3 separate regions of the Mus musculus genome follow, and all the other regions are linked to region 1. A link is a contact called in public promoter capture Hi-C data. All regions are on one chromosome and are shown on one strand. The core of a region is the stretch at or near the end of the contact, and the rest is flanking DNA. Distances in the headings are between cores, read along the strand shown. Region 1 holds the start of Peak1 (pseudopodium-enriched atypical kinase 1). Region 2 holds the start of Myo9a (myosin IXa). Region 3 holds the start of Parp6 (poly (ADP-ribose) polymerase family, member 6).

Region 1 (5,154 bases), core at 1,374-3,873:
ATGAGAAAATAAAGTTCACATCCACACTTGCCTCTTACACTGAAAGAAAAAAAAAAAATGGGGATTAGCAAAAGTGATATGGAGCCTCAAACTCACACTTGGCAAGCCAGGGGCCACAATGTGGTTCCTAAATTGCTTTAACAACCCATCCAACAAAAGAGTAGGATTTGGCAGGTTACAACACAAACAGCTAGAGCCCAGCACCTGTTCCCCTTAAATAGCACATCATTACGGTTAAAAACAACAACAAATCTCTCTCCTGAAGCAAATGCTAATCTCATGATGCTTCACCATGGAGCAATTTAGAAGAGTTATTATATGAAATGTGCCAAAGCCTGAATTTATGGCTGATACTTCTTTGGCAAATATGGTTGGCACTGCTGGCTGTTAAAAGGCATGTATGCAAATAAGCAAATAAAAGTTTTTAAGCTCTCCGACTTAAATATTTACATTACCATAAATGTACAAAGATAAATGTTTATATGCATTCACATATAATGCATTTCAGGAACGTACTTTTTAATGTGACTGTCAGAAAACAGTTATGAAGTGGCATTATTTCTTTATGGGCCTCAGGACAGACTCTTAAAAATAAATTCTGACAGAATGTTAATGGGGTTTAAACACCACTGTGTAAGTTTTCTGCACTATTACTAAACAAAATGAATAAGCAATACCCTAACAACTCAATCAAGCTTATCTTTTCCTCTCACCAAAACACGCCTTACAACACTGGAAACTAGCCAAACATAAATGTCAGTCCCTAAAGAAAGGGTGGGAGAAAGGAGGACCACAAATCAAAAAGCTTTAAAGAAAATAATTTGCCATTTTCCCCCACATAACATAGTCATACTACTCTCTCCCAAATAGAGACACGATAAAATATTTTCTCTTCTTCCCCTCTGACAACTCTGGGGAGGGGATCTTTGTTTTTTCACATAGTTTGTGACCTGATCGTTGCCAAAACTCACTTGCAGTAGTATGAACTCTGCTTCCATTGTTAACTGTTAATCTCTGTGATAAGGCTATTAACTCCTAACTTGGAAGCCAAGAAAATGTACCTCACCTGCAATTATAGTTTACTGAAAAAGTCACCAAAGAAAGTGCCAGGCACTTTGGAAAGTAATTAGGGTAGTCAGTGAATTGAAAGATCTAAAATGCTCTGAGATTACAAAAGAAGCCATCATGAAGTGAGTATCCAAGATTGCTCATGGAAAGTTTTACCCTTGTGGATAATTCAAGTTTGGGCTTTCTGGGTTTTTTTTTTTTTTTCCTCTTTGCAGAGAGCAATATGTGTTCTCTTGACTACATACTTAATTTGCCAAGGTAGATAAAGGGAGGACAGTGTGGCTGAAAAAAAAAAAGAGAAAGAAAGAAAAGAAAGAGAAAGAAAGAAAAAGATCAAGTCAACAGATAGGCCACCAAACAGAATACTCAAAGCAATTCCGACTCAGGTGAAAAAGCAGTTCATGCACATCATCCAGTGGCTTAAAAATAGTCTTTTATGTAAGTCACCAAGTATTTAATTGAGAGTGTACTCTTACCACATTCAACAGAGGCAAAGAAAAATGTACTGGGTTTTCTATAGTAAGGCCAATAAAGATGAAATCATAGTTTTCCTCTAACTCATCTCTATCCTTCAACACCAGCCATCCAATAACTCCATTCCACAGCTCTGGTTCCTCAATTTGGGTCCTTAAAAACTGGACTGCAGACATGGGGCCTGGGGGAGGGGGACTGGAGGGCGGACTACTCTTTGATATTGCTCTCAGCAGTCCTTAATGAAGTCCAAGAACAAAATCAAGCTCTCCAACAAATGGAGCATAAGATGGGGGATAACGAGAAGGGGACCCAATTCAGATGGGTAGTCCTCTTCGAAGGAGGAAAGGAAATTGGCAAGAACCCATAAGCCAAAGGGCAAAGAAAAACAAATGTCTAACCCAGCCTCTCAAAATCCCAAACCCCTAAGCAACCTAGGAAGCCTGCGCACATTAGGGGCTCCCTGGCCAGAGCGTAAAGTGAGCAGGCACAGAGCCACCGGTTCCGTCCTGACTGCTGAGGCAAGGCTGAGCCTGATCCTCCAAAGTCTGGGAGTGAGGCGACCATACAGACTAGGCAGAAGCCCTTCTTGCCCCAGCCTCCACATCTCCAGCTCCTCTAAGGCTTCACTTTCCCCTGGAGCCTCGCAGCCCAGCCCCGGGAAGTCCCTAGCCGCCAGGTTCCAACTTTCCCTCCTCTGGGGGGCGCCGCGCTCCCGGGACCATCGCAGCCAGGGTAACGAGGCCTGGGCCGGTGGGGGGCATGAGAGGGCTCGCGGCGCCCGCGGGGCGCGTGGGTGGCCGGGGCACTGCAGCCCGCGCCCCGCAGGACGCACGGGCTGCCGAGCCCCTGCGGCGCCACCCAGTCCCGATCCCCCCTAGGTCCGCGTCCTCACCTCTCGGCGACCCTGGCCCCATAAGCCAGCGCGTGTGGGAAAGGGACCGGAGGGTACGTGGGCAACCCTGCCCCCGTTACCTGAGGGGAGCACAAGCCGTTGCGATATTCAGCATTGCCTCCTGTCCCGTCCCCTTTCTGGTGATCGCGGCCGCCTCCACCGAGCAACTGACACAACTAACTAACTACTCGCGGCCGCGGAGTCCACAGCGCGCTCCCGGCCGCTCTCCGTCCGCCCAGCCCACCAGTCCGCTCGCTCCTCCCAACCCTGCACGCCGCCCCGCCGCGCGCACCCTTGCCGCTTCACTTCTTCAGACCGCGCGCGCTCGCCCGCGCGTGCCCGCACCAAACCTCGGCGGTCTCCGAGCTCTACTCTCAGCCCCATGGGAGGAGTTGACAAGAGGCCACGCCTCCCTGAGTGCCAATATCCGGAGAACACGAGCTAGAGAAAGTCTGATTGGCTGAGGGGTGGAGCCAAAGCCAGGGGGCGGGGCGGCAGGGACCTTGAGTCCATGTGACGGGGAATTTGGGTTCAATTAAACGCCAGTGGAAAGAAACAGCGCAGATTTGGATTTTTTTCGGGGCCGAATCACCTTAAGTCAGCCATTCGTCTAGTACAGAATAACTATCCTCTAAGAGTCCAGTATACAGTAATTAAAATTTAAGTCCCACTATTTTTTGAGAGCCTTAGCAATGAAAATGAAAACTACATTTCCCAAGAACCTTCGCGAAAGTGTGTCTCACCTTGCGTGGTCACGTAGTCCTTCGCCGCATTGGGCAAAATAATCCCTTCATTTCTCTGAAAGTATCGGGTATAACATTTCACGTCTCTCCTCAACGGAACAATTCTCAGTATTACCACGTTAAAAGAAGTTACCTATCTGGAGGTGACTAAGTGATTAGGTAAAGAGTAAGAAAAGACACCAAAATAAAGTACTGCGGAGGAATTTCTGTCAAGCTGTGAGACGACGGAGTGAAGAGTGAAGGCGATTGCGAGGGGCTGAGGGAATTGTCCTCTGTGCAAGGGACTTTCATTAGTCCCCAGGCCCCTGCCTGCTCCTGCCGTCAGCAGGTTAGTAAGCAAGACGAGCATGGGGGTGGCAACAGTCGAGATGTCCTTCCCCCTTTGAAGATCATCCTTCTTTTGCTGCTGCTGTTATTGGTTTGTCTTGGTTTAAGGCCCACTGAATGGGGGCGCCTCACTTCCGGTTGGGGGAAGGGAGACATGCTGTCATAGGGGAGGGGGAACTGTAACTCACTTCCTGTGGGGGTAGGATGATGTTTGGGGGGTGTCCAAGCCACTTCCCGTGTTGATGAGAGCCAGAAAAGGTGTTGGTTTGTGCCATTCTCAGAGAGAGTTCCTACAGCCTTGGGGTTGTATTTTCACGTCACAAGTTCGGTTATTTCCCCAAATTATGATAATCACCAGGCCACGATCAGAATTTATGTATTTTGTTTCTGTGTGTAAATTGGAAAATCTCTCCCCAGCAAGATTGTCTTAATGCTGTCTCCAAAGAATTTTAAACACCTTGTTAAAATTCTCTGCAAGATTACATACTTTGTTATGTGACTTGTGAATTGCCCACCCTTGCACCCAAGTCAAGCTTGTCCTTAACTGAGTGAAGTAGTGTAGGCTCTACCTAGACACGGAACAGGAGCTCCTTAGCCGCTCTTTTAAGGAGGTAGTTTATAAGTTAGAGTACCGAATAGTTCACACAAATTACAGGGCATTTTCATGTTTGCAGAGGGAGAGAGTGTCATGCTGCAGTACTCCGATTTGATGTTACCGTAATAAAGGGCACTAATGTGTTACATACTTAGAACTGTTCCTTTAGGACTTAAGGATTCACCTCATGCTGGAGAAGACATCATCCACTTTAGTGTTGTTTTCATGTAGCTTTCTTGGGATGTTTATGAAAGATGCATTTTATGGTGTCTCCCCGTTTGTAATTTGAGTTTGTTACTGATTGAAAAATGAGGTCTATTTATGGTTTTAAAACCTGGCCAAAGGATGGCAAGTTCAGTGACGTACTGAGTGAGAGGAAAATGTCTCGGGAAGAACTAAAGATGAGGCAGACAGAACTTTCTGGTTTTCTATATTCTGCTTAAAACACACACACACAAACAAATAAGAAACTATATCTGAAGTAATAAGCAACTATTTTGATTCCTTGCAACACAGTATACAAGTGTATGTTTGTTGGCAGAATCAGTGTATTTGGAATGGTTTTTTAAAAACTTTGGCTATCAGGTGAACCTAAAATTGCATTGTCTTCCAATATTAAGGTGCATGTATTTCTAATTTCATAGTTTGCACTTACAATAGAAAATATTTTAAACTAAATGTGAAAATAAAAATACTTTAACCTTAACATGAACATTAAAAAAATATTCTTGGTCATTCTAGAAACACCAGGACTGGCACACATATGTGCTCACAGAGACTGTAGCAGCAGGCACAGAGCTGCACAGGTCTACACCACATGGAGTCCTAGAGCAGAAAAGAGAGGTAGACACATGTGCCCATCCCTAACCCAGAAGCTATCTCCAATTTATAGCCATTTACAAATGAAAAATTACTTTTCTCCAAAGTAGTCTCACTGAAGAAACGCTCTTAAGGGTAGGCCCCATGGCCATCACAATATGAACTCAGCAAATCTTTGGAGGTTCCATGTATTTTTTTCTTTAACCTTATGTTTTTTGTGTAAATGTTATGGCTTC
Region 2 (5,154 bases), core at 1,179-3,678, 3.3 Mb after region 1:
TTCTTAAATTAGTAAATGAGAAAGACACTTTGAATTGTCAAGGCTGAGTGTACAGGAATGTCTAGGGCGAGTGGATGTTGGGCTTAGAATCCCATAATTGGCTCATCTCTGTTTTGGGGGAGGGGCTAAAAATGTAGATGGTTTTTAAGCTTTGAGCCTGGACATATAGCTTATACAACCGGGTTACCAGGAAGAGGAAGGGTCCATAACTGAGGTGATCTGATTAGGATTGGAGATGGGAAGCAGAAGTGGTAGCCGATGCAAAGAGGATCCGAAAGCTTACGGCCGCCTTGGCTACCAAGCAATTCAGTGAGTCCCTATTGCAAAAACCCAAAGCAAGAGCAAAAACTGAGAGAAGCTGGGGATAGGGCTCAGTTGAGGAGCACGGCCTAGCACTAGCTGCAAACTTCCCGCCTACATGCCCTCCCCGCCTCCCACGCACACGGAACCGTCCTGACTGGAAAGGCAGGAGTGGCTTCCCTTCTCTCAGTTCCCAGAGCAGTCATTTAATTCTTTCAGTCTTCTGCTAAAGCTTCTCATCTTATCTTCAATTCTTTCTCGTCAAAGGATTCCTGCTTTTAAGGTTTGGAAATCAACTCCCTCAGCTTCTTGTCTATTCACACCACTCATCGCTCCTGTGTAGCTTGCTGGACTCTACCCTTAACATTAGTCATCTAGTGAGCTATAGTTTGTTGGAGGGGTATTAGTTTTACTTAAAAAAAGAAAAAAAAAAAAGCATCCTAGGTGATTCTAATGGACGGACAAGCTCGTGTTCTCCTGCTGTTTTTCTCTTCTCTACCCCTCCTCACCCTTAGTCATTCACTTTCAGGTTCCATGGCTCACCCTTCACTCACCCATCACGCCCCGACCTCCCCAAGTCAGGACTGACCCAGAGCCCAGAATCTAGTGCTTGTTCTACTCACTGAGCTAAACTTCACTTTATTCTTTGAGGCAAGGTTTCACTATGTATCCCCTGCTAGCCTGAAACTCGGCGTGTACTACCATATCTGCTTTTTTTTTTTTTTTTTTTTTTTTTTTTAAAATTGGCTCAGACTGGCTTCCCACTTGGAGATCTAGCTGCCTTATTCTTTCAGGAGCTAACAGGCCAGCCATCCCAGGCAATCAGCCATCTTCAAAAACAGCCTTTGCACCTGCATCTGATTATTTCTTGCACTTGTTATAGTTAAGTTTCCCCCGCCTTGTGATCAAGATTGGCCTTAAATTCACTCGCCACATAGTCTAGTTGTTTCAAATGGAAGTCTACCTGCGCGGTTTTTACTAGGTATATGCCAATCCTCTTGCTTTTTACTCTTAGGTTGTTTGTCACATGCCTTTGTACTAGCCTTTCTCTACTCCCATTTTCTTTCTGGCCAGTTTCGGTCCACCAAGGTTTTAACACGAGTTCTCCACAGGCCTGAAAGTCATTTGGGAAAAGTCCTCTTCTGCAATCAAGGACCCCCCCCCCCCCACTCCCCCGTTTGTGTTCAGCTCATCCCGTGTTATTTTACTGTGTTACCATTGCGGATTCTTTGTTTCCTACATCACAGCACTTCAAAAGAGCGGATATTTTTTCATTTTCTTCTAATATTCTGGATTTTACAGCATAGAAACAACTCAGTGAAAAGTCTGTGGAATGAATGGAAAGAAATACTTGGCCACGGGGGCGGGAACAAGTGGGGGGAGGGGCGTGCGTGTGTGGAAAAGGGGCGGCGCTGAGAATCCAGCTGCAGAATGAGGAAGGGGCTCGGACACACTAGAGTCTGCGTGGAGCGCAAAGCGATCCACTGCTTCCAAAAACTGAGACAAACCTAAGTAGGGAGGAGGCGTCTTACCTATTCCTCAGGCCTCACCAACCCAACCAGCCTTCAGGGAGCTCTGTACTGGCCGGAAAGTGAGACTTAAGGTCGTAATCCCAGAGTTTGCCTTTCCAACCTTACGACGTTTTTATGTAGTAATCGAGAATCTAACACGGAGGTCTCAGCCCTGCCGTAAAGTGAAGAAGGAATGGGGAGGCGGGGCCATTCGGAGGGTGGAAAATAGGCGTGTCCGCGCAAGCGCAGGCAGCCCGCTCCAGCAGCGTCACGTGCGGAGGCGGGGCCGGGCGGGGCTGTCCGGGGCTTGGCAGCAGGGGGCGTGGGAGGTAAGTGCGCGCGCGCCTGCTCGGCTGCTGCTGGAGAGCCGCGCGGGGCGGGGCCGCGTGAGCGGGGTCGGGGGCGCGCAGGCCTGAGAGGACTGGGGACGCAGAGGCAGTTGGCGGTGGCCGTCGGAAAGTCCTGGCAGGACGGGGAGGGACTGCGGCGGAGATACCGGTCCCCGGGCAAAAGCAGGGACCGCGGTTTAGCTTCCAACGCGTGCTCTCTGGGCGGGGTGCGGCGGGGGATGTGCCTGCCCAGTCCGGGCGGAGTCTCTCTGACAGGGCGGGGGATGCGCGGCCGCCGCTCTCTCGGACCCTGAGGCGACTGGGCCCACCCTCGCGGAACCCTCCTACCCCCCGGCGGCCTCGGCCTCTGCTTTCTCCTTCTGACCCTGGAAACCGAGCTGGGGAAGCGGCTACCGCCGAAGAGGAAGGGGCTGTGGTGGCCACCGCGGCGCAGCCAGAGGTAAGACCCGCCCCAGCACCCAGCGGCCCTGCCGCCTGGCCTGGCCCGGCCCACGTCTCCCGCTCGGCTCTTTGGCTCCCGGAGGGCTGCCCCGCCCCGCCCCGGCGGAGACGCCCCGCCAGCAGCTCTGCCCCTAAAGCCTAGCAATCGCCGGAGTACCGCCGGGATTCCACCCCCAGACTCGACTCTCCCGTACCTTTCATTGACCAGACACCATTCTGTCCACCAGTAGCCGCGGCGCTTCTGTCACTGGCCCCCTTCCACCTCCTGCTAGAACCTCTTTAGACCCTCTTTAGGACTCTGACTGGAACCTCTAGACACCGTTATGTCGGAGCGGATCCTTGTCTGGGAACCAAGGCCACTACTGCTTCCTAATGCATTGCTACGTCCCAGATCTTTGGGTATCCTACGAGTCATCGCTACCCGAGCTTTCATAGGGACCCTCACGCAGCTTACTTCCAGTCAGGTTTGCTAGGTTTTCCCCCTACCCATACGAGCTTTCAGATAGCCCAATGTCATGATGCTCTTACCTAGTAGGTCTCCGGTTAGCCCTTCAAATCACCATCAGAGTGCTGGATCGCCCCCTCACACCCCCCCCCCCCCCGCCCTGGTGTAGTTTCTCTAGAAGACCTCTTAAGCAAACCTTGTTACCTGATTTCTAACCAATCGGGATCTTTGGTTGAAAAGAAGTTTCCAGGAAAACTCGAAGGGGTTATTTACATAGTCCAGTATATTCACTCCATTGGATTTTAAGGAGTCAGACTGAGACCCATGTTTGGAGCCTCAGGGACTGGTTGCTGAAAGGGAAAGAGAGCAAAGAGTGTGAAAGCCCAGGCAGGGAGGGTATGTGTGCTGTTACAAGGGCAAGCTGCTTGCTCCTCATCTTGTCTCTTCAGTAGAAGGAAAGAACCAGTCTATATCTTGTCACTTCTGGGCTTCTGTAAGGATTAAGTTGCATTACACCAATGAAGATAAGTAACTCTTCATATATTTGTCTCAGCACTGTAGATTTGTACAGATACACAGGTTTTTAACTAGAGGAGTTTTGGATTTACTGTTTTTGAACTTGTTAGAAAAACAGCATTTATAGCTGTTCTTAATCCCTGAAGGCTAATGTTTTTAGTATTTTTTTACCACCCAGTCTTCTCCAAGGACCAAGTATAAGTGTCATTCAGAATTGAAGTTATTATTAACAGCTTTCTTAGTAGTAGTAAAATATTGAATAAAATGTTTGTTGAAATTATACTCCTGAGATGTCAAGAGGGAAGCGTAATGTTAAGTGTTAAGTGTATAATTTTAATGTTTATGTAAGGGTGGGGGATATTTTTGTAGTTAGTACTTACGGTTTTTTTTTCCTTTCATTTTTTTGTGTCTGTGTGTAATACAGGGAGAAAAACCAATTTACATTATGGGTATTAATGAGACACAGTTTAGAAGTCAAAACCATCAGAATAGTGTAGTAAAAAGTTTCTCTTTCTCCAATCTCCAATTGTTCATTTTCTATTTTTCAGCTTCTGTAATTGGTATGATGTGATATTTCCAGCGTTTATAAGCTTATATCTGTATTTTAAAGACACACAAACTATACACAAATTATTCCATTTTCACATACTACTGCTGAGTCCTAGAGATCATTCAGCAATAGTGTTCACGGAAGAGCCACATTTACTGGTTGGGTAGTATTCCATTTTGATGGACTTGGATTTATTTTTAGTCCTTTTTCTAAAAATTACTGCAAGCTTTTATTCTAAATGTACCAGGTATTATATGTATAAATGATTTTCATGGTTTGAAAAAATTCTGATAATTATTTTTGTATTGAACCTATAAAAAGAAGTGTATCTGAAGTAAACTTCTCATGGACTCTCTTGAGCTACAACTCAAGACTACTTTTAATGGTAATTATATTTATCAGATCAATTATTAAAGGATTTGAAGTGAGGGACCAAAATGTTCAGATGAGCATTTTTAAAAGTCACTTTAGAGCAGATTAAAAGTAGAATAAAGTTAAAGCCAGAAATATATTAGAAGGGTGATACCATAGTTCTGAATTTGGATATTGGTAGTTGACAAGTCTTGGTGATTTGATGGAAAAGCATACAGAGAGGACAAAATTGGAGATATTGTTCCAATCTTTCCCCTTATGTGAGGATCCATATGATGAAGATTTTAATTTTTAGTTGTGACATGTTAAATAAATGGCTGTTACGGGCTGGAGAGATGGTTCAGTGGGTAAGAGCACTGACTGCTCTTCCAAAGGTCCTGAGTTCGGTTCCCAGCAACCATATGGTGGCTCACAACCATCTGTAATGACATCCAATGCTCTCTTCTGTTATGTCTGAAGACAGCTACACTGTACTCATATAAATAAAATAAATCTTTAAAAAAATAAATAAATGGCTGTTATGTAGTGAATTTGTGTCAGAAATTCATAACATCAGGTTCTGTGCCAGTAGTAAATTTTGGAGGCAAAGATGTATAGTTACAAGGAAGAGATTTCAGGCAGAAACTCAATATTTAGAGCATATAAATACCTAGATTAAGTTCTTTTAAG
Region 3 (5,154 bases), core at 1,177-3,676, 3.2 Mb after region 1:
GGGGGGTGGGGGAGGCTCAAGAGGGAGTGGCTGGGATCTTATGTTAGAGTCCAGTGGCCTTCACTCCATTCTATCCCTCACTCCCAGTCTTGTGAAGGTCACTTGAAACAACCATTGTTTCTCTGATCAGAGGACAGTGTTTCACTAGGTCTACTAACAGAACTGAGATTATAGTGATGTAGGTCCTGGGGTGGTGACTCAGTCAGTAAAAATCTGCATGAAAACTTGGAAGACTCAAAGTCAGATCCTCATTACCCATGTAAAAAGTGGGGTACAGTAGTACCATCTGTAATCCCAGCACTGGAGAGGAAGAGACAAGAGAATCCTTGGAGTTTGCTGGCCAACCAGTCAATCCATTTATAAACAACTCTTTTGGTGAGAGTCTCTCTCTCTCCCCCTCCCCCTCTCTCCCCACCCCCATCACCCCCCCACACACACACACACACAGAGGGAGGAAGGGAGGCAGGGAGGGAGACAGTCAAGGAGGGAAGGAGGCAGGGAGGGAGGGAGAGAGGGAGTAACTGACTAATGGAAAATGAAGAAAGCCAGGAAGAGCATAATAATCTATAAAGCAGTTAAAATTCATTGAGTACGGGAGCATGAGAGGGAAAGGGTTAAAGAGAGGGAATCCTGGGAGGTTGTGGGATTCTGCCATTCCACATTTCATTCATGGGAACAAAACCTTTGTGTTTTCTTATGTTGAACACATTTCCACAGTGCATGCTCTCAGAAGACTATGTGACCCTAAGTCCAGTTCTGAACTACTGTGAACTATTGCACTCTGAGACTGGAGTATATCCCTCAGTTTTCTTCAGTTATTACAATGTAACAAAACACCAAAATCTGTTAGCAGTCAGCGGCCTGGGGATCCTTGGCTCGATCCAGTTGAGACTCATGAGTAAGCAAGGAGAGAAACTAGAACCCAGGGGGCAAGCACAACGGCTCAAGCCAAGAATGCAATAATTTAATTTTCTCTTCTTTCCTTCCTTCTTTTTTTTTGAGACTGTTTCTTTGTGTAGCTTTGAGTGTCCTAGAACTAGTGCTGTAGACCAGACTAGCATCTCAGAGATCTGCCTCTGCCTTTAAAGTGCTGGGATTAAAGGCATGCACCACTACCGTCCCACACTTTTTTTTTTTTAAGGGTTTTTTTTATTTTTAATGTATGAGTATCTGCATGTACACCTGCATGCCAGAAGAGGGCCCAAGATTTCACTATAGATGGTTCTGAGCAACCATGTGGTTGCTGGGAATTGAACTCAGAACCTCTGGAAGAGCAGCCAGTGCTCTTAACCCCTGAGTCATCTCTCCAGCCCCACTTTTTTTTTTTAAGATTAATTTTACATATGCATGTTTGTGTTTTCCTGCATATATGTGCGTGCAACGCATTGGTTCCTAGTGCCTGTGATGGCCAGAGAGGGTAGTAGATCTCCTGAAACTGGAGTTTCAAATTATTGTGAACTGACTCGTAGGTGCTGGGAACCCAACCCAGGCCTTTGACAAGTGCAGCCACTGATCTTGGCTGCTGAGCTTTCTCTTCCATCCCAACTAAAATGTTTCATTTAGTTAATTTCTGAGATGGTTTCATATATCCCAGGCTGGCCTTGAATTGGCTATGTAGCTTAAGACTTCTATGGGGGCACACGCCTTTAATCCCAGCACTTGGGAGGCATAGGCAGGTGGATTTCTGAGTTGGAGGCCATCCTGGTCTACAGAGTGAATTCCAGGACAGCCAGGGCTATACAGAGAAACCCTGTCTCGAAAAACAAAACAAAACAAACAAAAACAAAAACAAAAAAACCACAAAAAACAAAAAGACTTCTAACTTGATTTTTGTGCTTCAACTTTCTGAATGCTGAGATAACATTATACAGACTACAGGCACGACACGGGATTTACACACCTGTGCATAAACTAAGGGTTTGTGGTTGCTAGGCAAACACTCTTCCAAGTGAGCTATGTCCCCAGTCCCCTGTGTGATGAGAAAGCCTGGGTGCGGTCGGTACACCGAAGCAAATGAACATGGGAGCAAGTCAGATTTCAGAATTTTAACTTTTGATTCCTATTTTTGTCTGGCTTCAAGCTGCACCAAAGGGGCACCTCAGTATCTCTATATAGGCAATCTAGATTACCTTCTTCTGCAACCCTCCTAACCACACGAGGCGACAAAGAAAAACATTATATTTCGGCATGTCCGGAGAACCTCTTTCTCAAGCTCCCTCCGGGCCCCAAAGCGCAAGCGCCACTCTCTCGCTTCCTCACGCCTTCAACTCTGGATCACTGCGCACGCGCGCCCTGGCTAGCACCCTGGGGTGGGGACACGCCCAGGTACAGCACGCACCGCGGTTGGTCGGAAGAGGACACCTGATCGCGGTGTCTTCGCCTGAGCATGCGCAGAGCGCCCCGGCGTGCCCGAGACCGCACGCTGAGGCGTGTGGTGCGCGACCTCACCCGCCCGCCTCGGTCCCCGCCCCTTGGCCTGCCGCTCCGCCCCCGCGGGGCGTCCCGGGCCGCTCGTCCCCTCCGCGGCGGCCGCGCGCGGCCCGGGGTCGCCGTGAGTACTCTCTAGGCTGGCGTGTGGGGAGGCTGGAGTGGGGATGGGGCGGGGCGGTCGGGCTGCTGGCAAGGTCCGCCCTGCCTGAGGGACCAAGTAAGGGATGCTGACAGGCTTCGCTCGGCTGGGCGGCTGGCGGCGGCGAGCCGCAGACGGGTCCTTAACGGGGAAGGCCGGAGCTGAGGGCTTTGGGGGACACCTGGAGAAGAGGCCTCAGGCCCTGCCCTGCATGCGCAGGTGTCCTCGCGAGCGTCTTGGTCTTCTCCCTCCGCCCGGGCTAGGGTTAGCGCTGGCCCGCGGGTCTCGCCCCTCCGCACCCTCCTTCGCCCTTTGTTTAGTAGCCTAGTCCTTTTGACACTTCCGTTGGAGTGGAGTTTTCTTCTCCTAGCACACTGAGCTGGAAGTCAAGCCCAGAATGTAGACGTTGAGATCAGAGGCGTCTCTTGACTAGGTATACGTTAAATGGTCACTCTGAAAAGTGCCAATGGACGTAGAGAAAAAGACCTTTGTGGGTCGTCCGAAGGCTTATTTACCGTTGGCACGATCTCATAGAAATAGACCAAGCGTGTTAATGCGAGCTGCCATCCCCCAGAATAAACACTGAGCCTAACAGCACACTTCTCTGGGCACTCTTAATAGTCTCTATTTGATCTAGCTCCTCTTGAAAGGTTCCAGATCTGCCCCCCACCCCCACCCCGAACTAGTTATTACATGAAAAAATGGATAGATTTGGCCCTATCAAACGTTCAAGTTACTTATGCAAGTTTTGTGACCTCCCTAGGTTGGAGTATTAAATATGTAACATGAAAACTTTGAACTAGGTCATCTCTCAGCCCCCTCTTTTTTTTTTTTTTTCTTTTTTAATGAATTCCGTGCTCCACCATCTGCCTTTTCCCACTCTCCAGCTTTTAAATCTACTCTCCATTCCTGAGAGAAGGCCATGGAGTGTTGAGGATTCAAGTCTTTTTTTACTAAAACAGTCTGGTTGGAGAAGCTGGTCATTTCATAACTGTCTTTTCCTTAGAAAAACTGATTTTTTTTACCCCCTCCTTTTAATAGCATCAGAAACCAAGCAGCAAACCCTGAGGAGATGCTCAGTTTTCCTTGACTTCTACAGTGAAAGACCTTGAGAAAGTTGGCACTTCTAGCCTAAGCTGCCCTCATTCTACTGCTCACCCCAAGACAACCCAGGCTGGACTGTAGTGCTTCCCTCTTCGTCCAGAGCAGCATTTGACTGTTTTCAATCTAAAAGAACCCTGGTCCCAAACTTCATAATTGGCACCTCAGCTGCTCTTGAAGGTGAATGAAGTCTTGATTTTTAAAAAGCATTTTGTGTGATTTTTGTCAGTTTAGTAGCAGCATTTAAGTTCTTATACTTACCTCCTATTTGGCCTAGGTACATAGCTGAGGGCTCATTCACTAATTCAGTAAATGTGTTATAGAGGCTGAGAATGGTGAAAACAGTAAAATCTTTGCTTATAGAGCTACAGTCAGGAGTGAGAGAGATGGCTCAGCAGTTAGGACCACTGGACTGCTCTACCAGAGGTCCTGAGTTCAGTTCCCAGCAACCACATGGTGGCTCACAACCACCTGTAATGGGATCTGATGCCCACTTCTGGTGTGCCTGAAGACAAAGTACTCATATACAGAGAGAGCTTACAGTCTGGTGAGAGATAAATGTAAGAGTGGTCAGAGCTGTGGTGAAGAAAACAATGTGGAGGGGGATCGAGAATGCTAGTGTGGGTATTTTATATGGGCAGTCAAGGTGACCTTTGGCCAGAGTGTGGATATCTAAAAAGGAATCCTAAAGGGGAGAACAGTAGAGACAAGATGTGTAGTGGGACTATTCTTACTGTGTTTGAAGAACAGCAGAGAGCACAGAGACAAAGGGAAAGCATTTGATTTTATAAATGTAGAAAATTTCAACTATGTACCCAAAAGTAGGGCATATAGGAAACCCTTGTGTACATTAGCTTCATCAGTTTCCATTTTTTGTTGCTGTTGTTTGTTTTGTGAAATGTAGCTCTTGGCTCTCCTGAGACTCAGTATGTAGTCTGCACTGGTGGAGAACACAGAGAGAACCTTTTGCCTCTGCCTTTAAAAATTCTGGGTTTTGTTTTTGTTTTTGTTTTTGTTTTTTGAGACAAGATTTCTCTTTCTAGTCCTGGCTGTCCTGGAGCTCATTCTGTGGCCCAAACTTGCCTTGAATTCACCGAATCTGCCTGCCTCTGCTGGGATTAAAAGTGGGCACCACCATCCCCCTGCAGAGTGCTGGAATTAAAGACACATCCCACCATGCTTGGTTTACAGTTATCAGCATTTTGCCAAATTTATTTCTTCTCTTTTCCCACTTATTTTATTTGGAACTGGGGTAATATTTAATTTTTTTTAATTGAAAATAAAATTCTGGTTGACCTACAATGAGTTTTTTCATACATATAATTGGACCTTATTTATAACCCCCCCCGAATATTTTTAAAGCAATTATCAGATATGAGGTTATCTCATCTCTAAGGGTGTTAGTTGTAATTGATTTTTGCATGTTGTTTTTTTGATCAGTCAGATAGTACTGCCAGCTTAAAAACTGCTATTCGGAATTTGCT

What was found. Promoter capture Hi-C pulls out the DNA fragments that hold promoters and counts their contacts.
Region 2: a promoter capture Hi-C map of pre-B cells shows a contact between it and region 1, with 2.9 times the contacts expected there. The contact joins the promoter of Myo9a here to the promoter of Peak1 in region 1. A contact is called at or near these places in 2 of 39 promoter capture datasets (erythroid cells and pre-B cells).
Region 3: a promoter capture Hi-C map of erythroid cells shows a contact between it and region 1, with 17 times the contacts expected there. The contact joins the promoter of Parp6 here to the promoter of Peak1 in region 1. A contact is called at or near these places in 1 of 39 promoter capture datasets (erythroid cells) and 1 of 484 Hi-C or Micro-C datasets (B cells).

The regions. Positions count from the first base shown.
Region 1 is chr9:56,415,427-56,420,580 of GRCm38.p6, forward strand. It overlaps Peak1 (pseudopodium-enriched atypical kinase 1), which reads right to left and starts at 2,624. Exons shown (of 7, transcript NM_172924.3): 1 at 2,515-2,624. Hmg20a (high mobility group 20A) reads left to right here and starts at 3,193. Exons shown (of 10, transcript NM_025812.3): 1 at 3,193-3,505.
Region 2 is chr9:59,748,746-59,753,899 of GRCm38.p6, forward strand. It overlaps Myo9a (myosin IXa), which reads left to right and starts at 2,429. Exons shown (of 44, transcript NM_173018.2): 1 at 2,429-2,600. It overlaps Senp8 (SUMO/sentrin specific peptidase 8), which reads right to left and starts at 1,904. Exons shown (of 2, transcript NM_027838.3): 1 at 1,833-1,904.
Region 3 is chr9:59,614,858-59,620,011 of GRCm38.p6, forward strand. Parp6 (poly (ADP-ribose) polymerase family, member 6) reads left to right here and starts at 2,427. Exons shown (of 24, transcript NM_001205239.1): 1 at 2,427-2,551; 2 at 3,611-3,850. It overlaps Gm51709 (a long non-coding RNA gene), which reads right to left and starts at 2,267. Exons shown (of 3, transcript XR_003948337.1): 1 at 2,130-2,267.